Linked DNA regions of Anas platyrhynchos: region 1 is linked to region 2. Evidence: chromatin contacts called from public Hi-C data. All regions are on one chromosome and are shown on one strand. The core of a region is the stretch at or near the end of the contact, and the rest is flanking DNA. Distances in the headings are between cores, read along the strand shown.

Evidence for each region. Hi-C and Micro-C count contacts between places; a contact is called where the count stands out from the background.
Region 1: a Hi-C map of skeletal muscle shows a contact between it and region 2, with 1.9 times the contacts expected there. The contact joins the promoter of RPN2 here to the enhancer-like site in region 2. A contact is called at or near these places in 2 of 8 Hi-C or Micro-C datasets (skeletal muscle and subcutaneous adipose tissue).

What each region holds. Positions count from the first base shown.
Region 1 is chr21:8,579,101-8,584,095 of IASCAAS_PekinDuck_T2T, forward strand. RPN2 (ribophorin II) reads left to right here and starts at 2,612. Exons shown (of 17, transcript XM_027442980.3): 1 at 2,612-2,850; 2 at 3,707-3,802. The coding sequence starts at 2,644.
Region 2 is chr21:8,516,673-8,521,686 of IASCAAS_PekinDuck_T2T, forward strand. LPIN3 (lipin 3) reads left to right here. Exons shown (of 20, transcript XM_072026582.1): 17 at 435-587; 18 at 892-1,003; 19 at 1,087-1,190; 20 at 1,343-1,917. The coding sequence ends at 1,487. EMILIN3 (elastin microfibril interfacer 3) reads right to left here. Exons shown (of 4, transcript XM_038166403.2): 4 at 3,123-5,014. The coding sequence ends at 4,585. Among named protein-coding and RNA genes, the nearest start is that of EMILIN3, 8.2 kb to the right of the region's middle. Within about 2 kb of position 3,094, at least 4 of the 8 cell types and tissues checked have an H3K27ac peak or open chromatin away from gene starts, as enhancers often do.

The DNA.
Region 1 (4,995 bases), core at 1,362-3,861, 62 kb after region 2:
AGAAGAAAGGTTGGGTTCTGGTGCAGGCACCAACAGCTCTGCAGAAAATGCATATAAAGAATTCAATGAGATTTTAAAAGGCCTCCCAGCTGGGATTCATCAGGGAGAGCTTTCCAGGAGTATGAATAAGGCAAGCAGAGCCCAGCCAGCACCGCAATACCTTCGTGCCAGCCGGGGCGAGGTGAGCTCCTGGGAAAGCAGCTTGAGCAGCACGGGCTCCCCGAGGGGCTGCGCCAGGAGGGGTCCCTGCACTGCTGGGGCCAGGGGCTGACGGTGCAGGGAAGGGCTGTCCCGAAAAGCCGTTTGCATGCAGCCTGGGAACATGCTTTAGCCCCAGAAGCACAGCACAGGCTCAGGGGCTGCTTGGCAGCGGGTTCGGAGGGACCACGGCAGCAGCAGGGAGTGGGCTGGGGGAGCGGGGAGTGCTCCTTCCCAGGCTGGTGATATTGACCCTAAAAAGGGAATTGTTGGAGTCTTTACCAAAGAAGGCAGGGTGGCTGCGGGGCAGAGCGGCATGGAGGAGTGCTGCACCGTAGCCTGCAGGTCTGGGGGCTCGCTGCTGTGCTTGTTGCAGGCTCCTCTTGAAGGCCCGGGGGTCAGATCCATCCCAGCACTGCTGCCTCAGGGCCATGGCAGGGACTGAGCTGCCCAGGTCCTGTGAATCCTCATGCAGCAGGTGTGGGGAGGCAGCTGGGGCATGAGGCTCACGGTCCTTTCCGTAAATTCCCCCCATAAATTCACCCCGTACCTTCCCTGCTTGCACCTGCACGTGTTTAAGCGAGGATCCCACAGGGGGAGAAGCAGAAGCCATCCCACCAGCTTGTCCCAGGGCCCTCCTCCATCCTCCATCCTCCCTGCTCCATCCTCCCTTGTTTACCCACAGCTCTCCATTACCCACCCTCTGTCCTCCATCTTCATCCCCCACCCTGCATCCTCTGAGCTCTTCTGCCCTCCACCCCCTCTCCTCCCTCCCCCAAACCACGTCGCCCCCAGCAGAGCTGCAGAGGAGGCTCCGTGCGGGGCCACGCTCAGCCCCTTGCCCACCCAAGCCCCAGGAGGGGATCCTGGCAGCGCCAAACGTTCAGGTTTGTTCCACACCTCCCCATTTCTCCGCCTGCGTCACCATCAGAAAAGCACAACTGTGGAACCCCCTCCCCGGGCACTGGCCAGTATGGACCAGGCTGGTCCCAGTAAGGATCTGCCTGGGGCGAGGGCTCGCGACTGGTTTTGTAACGGGGGATTGCAGCTCTTGAAGGGACACGGGTCAGATGCTGTTAGAACTCAGTAAATGTGGTTTTAACAACCATCTGGCACTTCTTTTATATGCAATAACCATCCCATTACATCGAAATCAAATCCACATTTAAGGCGCTTAATTGCACCAGTGGCCTTTAGCTCCTCTCCCATCCCATAAAATATTTCCCCTTCCAGCAGCCACAGCAGAGGAGCTCAGCTGCGGGTCTCCAGCCTCCCCTTCAGGCCGGGCAGGTGCACAGGGGGGTTTCGGCCCCCTGGGGATTTCAACCCCTGGGTTTTCAGCCCCCACGGGGATTTTGTGAGCATCCGATGTGGACTCGAGCCCACATTGGGCTTGACCAGGAGACAAACGCCATTTCTTGGGGAATTTTAAGTCCTTCTGCTTGGCTTCGCCCCGATCCTGGACAAAACCTGCCCAGGAAGGGCAGCGGGATGGGGAGCGGCACCGCAGCTGGCCGAAACGTGTCGCTTGTCGAGTGCAAGCTGTGAGGTGACGCAAACCCAGGGTTTTGTGCAGAACACAAGGCCTTTCTGGGCCAAAATATCGAAGAATCAGACACCGCGAGGCAGCACGGTTCTCCTTATATCTCTCCCCGTGAAGCTGTGGAGGCACCACGGGGCGTTATGGGGTGCTTGGGAGGGACCCCACCCCCAGGGGACCCCACCCCCAGGGACCCCCCTGCGGTGCCCGGGGGCTCCCGGGGGGCTCCCAGCACGACCCCCCAGTGCCCTCTGCAGGAGGCGGCCCAGCCCCGGCCCCAAATCCCGGGCCCAGCAGGAGGGCAGCCCGGCCCCGGCCTCAGCACCCCTCCGGGCAGCCCGCCTGGGGGATTTGCTCCTCGCCTCTGACCCAAATCTCCCCTTTTTTAGCTTAAAATACCCCCCCCCCCCCCCATCCTGTCATCGTGTGGTTGGGAAAAGGGGCACTTCGTCTTTTTTTTTTTTTTACAAGCCCCTCCTTATAAAGGCAGGGCCTCGGGTGGCACGGCGCGACGCGGCATGTCGCGACATATCACGACATGTCGTGTGGCTTTGCCGCCGCGTCCCCTTTAAGGCGCCGTGGCGGTGCAGGGGCCGCGGGCGGCTCGGCCAATCAGCGGGGCCCACATCCCCGCCGGCCGCCAGGCGGCCCGTACCACTGCGCTCCGCAGGGGGGGGCACCTCTGCCTATACCATTTCCTCCCCTCCCCCTCTCCGCCTCCCACCCCCCACCCACCCCGGCCGTCTCCGCTCCCTTTTCCACCCCCACAGCGTCCCCGTTCGCTCTCTCTGATGCAGGCAGAGCTCCGCGGCAGCAATCCCCATCCTCCCTCCCCCCCCGCGATCAGCATGGGTGGTACGCTCCGAGCCGGAAGCGGCGCGGCGGCGCCGGAGGAGGGCCACAAGATGGCGGCGCCGTGCGGGGCGCGGGCCCTGCTGCTGCTGCTGCTGCTGCTCGGCGCCGCCCGCGGCCTGGCCCCCAGCCACCGCCTCACGGCCCGAGACCTGGCCCGGCTGCGCGCCGCGCTGGAGCGGCCCTTCGGCGATGTGCGGGCCGCCTACCACACCGTGGTGGGGCTGAGCAGCCTGGGGCTGCGGCTGGAGGACGAGAAGGTGAGCGGGGGGCGGGGGCCGGGGGGCGAGGCACGAAGCGCGGCGGGGCAAGGAGGGGGCGCCTCGGGGCTGTGGGGACGTGGGGAGGCTGCTGCCGGGCAGCGCTGCCCTGCCCTGCCCTGCCCTGCCCTGCCCTGCCTGAGCTGAGGCTGGTTAAAAGGTAGAGGTAATAAAAAATAACAGCTAGGCATAACAATTGAACGTATATCGTTAGTTTAAAGCATTAAAAGTTTGGTTTAAAGCATTAAAATCCTGTCTTACTTGAAAGGCCTGTTCTTCCCATGCGCAAAGACCAGTGATTTATGTACCAGCAGTTAAATTCTTGGTTATTTTCTGGTCAGAAGGACATGTGGATGATGCACGTATCATATAGGCAGTCAGTAGTACGCTGGCTACTTGTCAGTGAGTAATCTCATCACTCACCTTCATAGTTTAGCTGCTTACCTGGCTTATCTTACACTTTGATATTCTGCATCCATAAATGTGTGTGTGTGTTTGTGACGTACAGCTGGGAAGCAAGATTCTTGTCTCTGGAAGATTTTGCCTACGAAATATACACGTGGGCCTTGGATGTTGATGAATGTCATACTCAAATTTGAGCTGGTTGCAGTAGAGTCAGTGTGAGAATCACTGATCGCTTTGAACAGGAACCGTCTTTGTTACTGTGCACCATTTAGTAATGTAGGGTCTGGGGCTGTAGGTTCTGCTACATCATAATATTATTTGGATTTCTTTTGCCTTTTTAAATATATGCTGATGTGCGTTTTTATACTGAAATTGTCTTAGAGTATCATTTAAATCAAGTCAATCATTAAAGTCAAGGTTGTTGCATAATTTAGCTTCTCTTTCCTTGCAGGCTGCATGTAATTTCATCAAATCTCACGTAGACTCCAGCAGCGTCGACTCCCTGTTCTATGCTGCACAATCCATCCGCGTCCTGTCTGGTTGCGAGGTGAGTTTGGGGCCCTAACCTCTGAAGACAGATGCTGCGAAGTCAACATTTACCTTGATACATGTATAAGCATAATTTCTATTTTACTTTCTCTTAGTACGTGGTATTCTGTTGTGTCTTAGGTAAATAGCTTACAAAGCGTCTGGGCGTACTCCCAGACAAGGCAAAGTGAACAGGTATAAAGCAAGTATTTTCTTCACCACAACTCTGAGTACCTGATCCAATACTGGCTCCTCAGCCACCTTCTGATTATTTTTTTTTTTGAAGAGTAGAAACTTCCAGTTCTCTTCTTTGTTAACTTTCTGGTTTGAACAGCATCTCATCAGTAAATGACAGGTCTAGGCACAGTTGTAAAAAGCCTTTTTTGTTACATCTAATAATGTCTAAAAATTGTTTAAAACCATGCTACTGTGCTGCATCTTAGACACGTGATATCCCCTCTCTGTCCTGAACGATGTGGGGATCTAGCAGAGTTTTCTTGTACATACCTGATACCAAATGATTGAAATAGAACAAGTAAATACCCTCTTAAAATGATCCTCTGCTATATTTCACACACGGTATCCAGCAGCTTATCGTTTCCTACCCCAGCTGTTTCCCCTTTACCCACCAAGTTCAGTTATCTTCTGTCCTTCTCCGTGATGGTGCTGGCTCTTTCAGCCTACGCACAACAAATAAATTCTCTGAACAGTCACGTATTTTCCTTCAAACAAGTAGATCTTCACAGAGCTGATTGTCAGAAGACCCGTGGTTGTGAAGGTAGTCTCCTTCCACTCCCTTCCTTCCCCATGTACCCCTCATGTTCAGTCACGATGTGAATGCAGAGCATTGTGTGGGGCAGAGCCAGCCTGTAGGTATGGGAGATGACAGAGGTTTGGATGTTTCGGTGCTTTCTTGATTGAAACATCAGTGGCTAAGAAAAAATGGAGCCAGTGCGTTTTAATAAATCCACAAAGCAGCATCAATCATGCATTCTCTGGACAGACAGCACACCGTGTGGTTGAAAGCCCGGCAGTGAACACTGCAACAATGCACGTACAGTCCATGCTTGCTAAGTTGTGGGTATCAGATGAAAAGCAGGTAGTATTACTAGCAGGCTTCCAGGATAAATCTGAATTGTGGATTATCCTGACTATCTGAGAGTTGACAGCAAATCTTAGGGACTTAATTGAACTGAAAGGTAATGAATGATA
Region 2 (5,014 bases), core at 1,844-4,343:
ATCTCCCCTCCTGCAGGAGCTCGGTGCCATCCCTGCCTGAGCTGGTGGCTTGGCAGGGGGCTGTGACCAGCTCCCCACACACCTTGCTGAGCCTGGGGGGGGGATGCAGTGAAGGTGCTGTCATCTGCTGGCCTGGTCCAGGGTGACTGAGCTCTGTGCAGGGCAGGAGGCAACTGTGGGGCACCAGGCAGCAGAGGCACCTTGCAGCTGGCGGCCCTGCTGCTGGGCAGGGGGCACACGGCTCCCCATGCCCTGGGGGTCAGTCTCAGCCTGCATCTCCTCTGGGTGAGGGAGCTGTGAAGGCACCGTGGGTGCTGACAGGGTGAGCAGGGTGTGGGCTCATGGCAGGTACTCAGCCTCCCCCTCCATCCTTTGGGGTAGGAGGGTGCTGTGCCTAGGTCACAGCTCAGAGGGTTTCCCTGTACTCTCTTTAGGAATGGCTACAAGTTCCTCTACTGCTCAGCCAGGGCCATCGGCATGGCACACGTCACCAAAGGCTACCTCAAATGGGTCAACGAGCAAGGCTGTGCCCTCCCCAAGGGCCCCATCCTGCTTGCCCCCAGCAGCCTCTTCTCTGCTTTCCACAGGTACCTGTTCTCTCTTTCCTTGTGCTGCACCCCTGGGGGTGGCATTCCCCCCCCATACACCCATCTCAACCCTGGGTGCTGCTGCAGCCTTCAAGTGCCCTCCTTGGTGTAGGGTGCTGCTCATGGGAGGCAGCAGGGGAGCTGCCTGTCCTCCTGGAGCTTTGTGGTGAGGCTCTCGCAATGCACAGAAACCCTTCTGCTTTTCCAGTCCCTTCTTTGAGCCCCCAAAGGGCCTGGCTGCACGCAGTCCTGCCCTGCGGGTGCTGCTCTGACCTCTCCTCTGTGCACATGCCTTGTGCTCCAGGGAGGTGATCGAGAAGAAGCCGGAGGTGTTCAAGATTGCCTGCCTGACAGACATCCAAAACCTGTTTGCCACGAAGCTGCCCTTCTACGCGGCCTTTGGGAACAGAGCCACTGTGAGTGGGGGTCTGGGGACTGGGGCTGGGCTGGTGGTGGCTCCTTTCTGCCACTCTCACACCTTGCTGTCCCCCCTCGGCAGGATGTGTACGCGTACAGGCACGTGGGCCTGCCCGAGAGCCGCATATTTATGGTCAACCCGAAGGGAGAGCTGGTCCAGGGGCTCGTGCAGAACCACAAGTCAACGTAAGGGGCCTGCTTGTTCCCCTCTCCTCTGGGCCCCACCCTGTGGGAGCTGTTTCCTTCCCTACCCCCCTGGTTTAGAGCAGGAGCAGTCTTCATAAGACTGCTTCAAGCCCTGCTGTTTTGCCCGTTATTGCCGTTATTTGCCCCTGTAGGTACGAGCGGCTGTCGGAGGTGGTGGAGCTGATCTTCCCTCCCCTGGGGCAGAGGGGGAGTATCGCTCTGGTGTGCCCTGAGTACAGCCACTTCGCCTACTGGAGGCCTCCCCTGCCTGCTGTGGACTTGGAGGCCTTCTCCTGACCTCTCACCTGTGAGTCCCGGACCAGGACTGGATGTTACAGACGTCTCTGTGGTTGCTGCAAAGGACTCTTACTGCTAATAGGAGTCTGAAACCTGCTACTAACAGGTCATGGTGTGCACTAGGAGCACCCCTTCTCAGGGTGCAGAAAGGATGGGACAAAGGGCACTTTGACCACCAGAAACTCCATTTACTGAACTGGACTTCCTACAGAGCCTGTCTTAATGCTCGTTATCTCTAAAACCTGTCTCTTAAAGGTGGAACTGGGTCACTTATTGATGAGCCTCTGGCACAACTACTGCTACCTGCAGCTTGGTAGCCCGTGTAGTGAAGCTGTTGCGTGGCTTAACTTGTAAAGGTGGATGGAAGCTGGCATGTTTGAGTGCTTTTTCACTAATAGCAATAACTAATAAATTATTTCCATAAACTCCAGGCTGTCTCTTGATCACTGTAGCCTTATGCATAGGAGTGGGAGCCAGACTTGGTGTCTCTTCATGATCCTGGCTGGAATTATCCTGTGGGAGGGCCTCCATGAACTTCAGCCGTGCTCCTGCCTGCCTTGGGCTCCTGTCTCTGCTCTGGCATCTAGCTTCTTCTCTGCCTGCTCTGTGCAAGTGTAAATCACTTCCTGCTAGGCTGCCTGCCCTCTCTTCCTCTCTAAATAGCCTCAGTGTTTGAACTTAACAGAATCCTGGTGTTATACTTCTTTCCCTGAAGCCACAGAAGTCATTTTGATACTGGAAACCTCAGCGAGAACTTTATTTTTTTCTCTTCCAGTACAAACAGTCTTTCAGCTTTTAAATCTGAACAAATGTACAAGTTTTTTTTTAAAAAAACAGCCTCTTACCAGCAGCAGTTACCAACTGCCTCGGAAAGCTGCCCAGGGCAAGAGCGAGCACGTGGGCAGTATCTCCTTCCCTCTCTGCAAGCAAAGTAAAAAAAAAAATGCCCTATTTTATACAAAGTTCCTTTTGCTTTTAAACAGGGATAGCTGAGAACTGAAATAAAAGTTGTATCTTCAAGTGACTAATCAGGAATAGTCCAAACATAGCACCATGTTCTGGAAGGTCAGACTTCTTCCTTGTCCTAGTTCTGTTATCACCAGTCCTGGCTCCCTCTGTGCTCCTCTTCAGCTGCTTTTTAACCAAACCCTGACTGCCCAGCTCCCCTGGAAGGAGGTGAGCCTGGGGCTGGGTTCAGTTTTCTCTTTGGTTGCTACAGCCCTTTTTTTGTCCCTGGTGTGTGAGGAGGAGGAGGAAGAGGGCTTGGGCAGGATGTGCTGGTATGGTGAGGGTTCCCCTGCACCATCACAAAGGGCTGGCTTGAGGTCCCTCCCCTGTGCCGGGGGAAGGAATCAGTCTCCTGTTTAAGAGCAGGTTTTTGGGGATGCCCAAAAGCAGCTGGAGGTTGCTCCTCAGCTGGAGAAGTGGTTCACCAGCTTCAGTATGGTCCTGATCAGCCCAGGCCTGGGCATGGTGCTCACTGCTCCCATGGCACCTCCTGGCACGGGGTGGGCACTGGTGTGGAAATGCCCATCAGCTGCAGTGCTGGGCTGGTAGAAAAACATATCCCTCTGCTATAACAGTGCCAGAACTGGCCAGGAGGAGGCTCTTTAATTTCCTCTTCATCCTTTCTCATAACAAAGCCCCTGATGGCTGAGCAGGGGAGGCTGTCCATGCTGGTCTCCCTGGGAAAGGCAGATTTTGGTGAGACAGCCACGCAGTACGGGCACCTGATTCATGGGACAAGGCTGGCACTGCTCAGGAACACAGCAACATTCTCCAGTCTTTGTGGGAAGCCAGAGCGAAGCTGGGTAAGTTGCTTTGGTTTTTCGTACCGCCTCCAGCCCTGCTCAGAGCCTGGAGCACAGCTCAACCTTTCCCCAGGGCTGAGCTCAGGAGAGGACGTCTCAAGATGCCCTGCTGGGAGCTTGATGGTGGCACGGGTTCCTGGATCCTCAGCATTCTTGGGACTCAGAGGACTGCAAAGAGGAAGCAGGATCCTGGATGGGGAAACCCAGGCAGAGCAGGTGAGGCCTCATGCTCACATCCTGGAGCAGCTGCACCTCGCCTGCCCAGGGATGAGATGGGGGAAACCACGTTCACAGTTTAAGCAGTAAAACAGGAGAGAACCAGAGCTGGAAGGCAGGAGACTGCTCCGAGCCTGGCTTTGTCTCTTCTGAGACCTACACGCACACACGTCTTTGGGAAAGACACAAGTTTTCCATAACCCTTCACATCAGTCCCAGGTGTAACCAGAAAGCAAAGTAAACAAAGCGGAGGGGGACTGCAAACCACAGCAGCCCCCAGGGACCGCCTGGGTTCGTGCAAATGCTGCTGGGACAGTTGATGGCTGCTCCGTGTGGTTCCTCAAAGTACAGCGAGGGAAAGGGGGCAGCAAGAGCAAGCTCTGCACTCAGCTGAGCACTGGGACAGGGGATTGCTCAGAGCTACAGACACACGTACCATATCCACATGTGTTTTCCTAATGCATCTCCTCACGTGCTCTGGAAGGCATGTGCGTTTGCGTGAAGAAGGGAGCAGGATAAATGGATTTACCTTATGCAAGGAGGGCTGCCATCTCGAAGAGGGGAGTGCAGCTCCCCAGGGGCTGTGTGAGTACGTGTTTTCTTTGAAATCCACAGTTCCTGTGGTGAGTTTTGTTCCCTGCAAGGAGCCCTGGCTCTGTTCAGTCCCTGGATTAAGATGCAGGTGGTCTTTAGGTCAGAGTAGCTCTATTCCTCAACTGACAACTACAGGGTTTTATTCTTCAAGAAGCGACAAATCCACAAAAATAAAATTTAAAAAACGTCCCCGCCTCCAGCTTCCTCCTGAATCGTCCTTCTGGGGTCATCAGCCCCAGAGCCAAAGCAACACCCCCGGCCCCGAAGGCAGCTCCCTGCTCCAGCAGGGCTGGCACAGCTGCGAGCTGCGGAGGCGAGCGCACAAAAAAAAATAAAGGAGGAGGAGGAGGGTGGCGAAGAAGGGTTCGTAGCAGCTTTTAATTTATCTTTTCATTAAAAAAATATCCGAAGGCCTGTTGTCACCTTGGAGTCCGTGTGATATAAGTTAATGGAGCAAGGAGCACGTTTCGGCACAGCTAATGCTGCTCCCTCTCCGCCTGCTCTTCCAGGTGGCCGACCTGCTCCGCCAGCTCCGAGACCTTGGCTTGGCAGTCGAGCAGGTTGTCCTTCAGTCCTGTTATTTCCTGAGAGTGGGCAGCCAGGGTCCCGTTCATACGGTCCATGTAGTCCCACAGGCTGCCCGTGTGTTTCTCCAGTCCGTCCCTGATTCCGTCCAGGCTCCCCGTGACGGCGCCCAGCCTGCCGCAGACCCTCTCCACCCGCGCCACCCGCTCGTCAAAGTGTGCCACCTCCTGCTGCAGGTCCTGGGCCACGCTCCTGCAGGAGCTCAGGTCGCTGACGATCCGGGCTTTGAGTCGCTCCAGGTCTCCCTTGAGGTTCAGGACTCGGCGGTTGCTGAAGAAGAGCTGCGAGCCTTGGTCGTTGACTTTCTCTTGGATGGAGTGA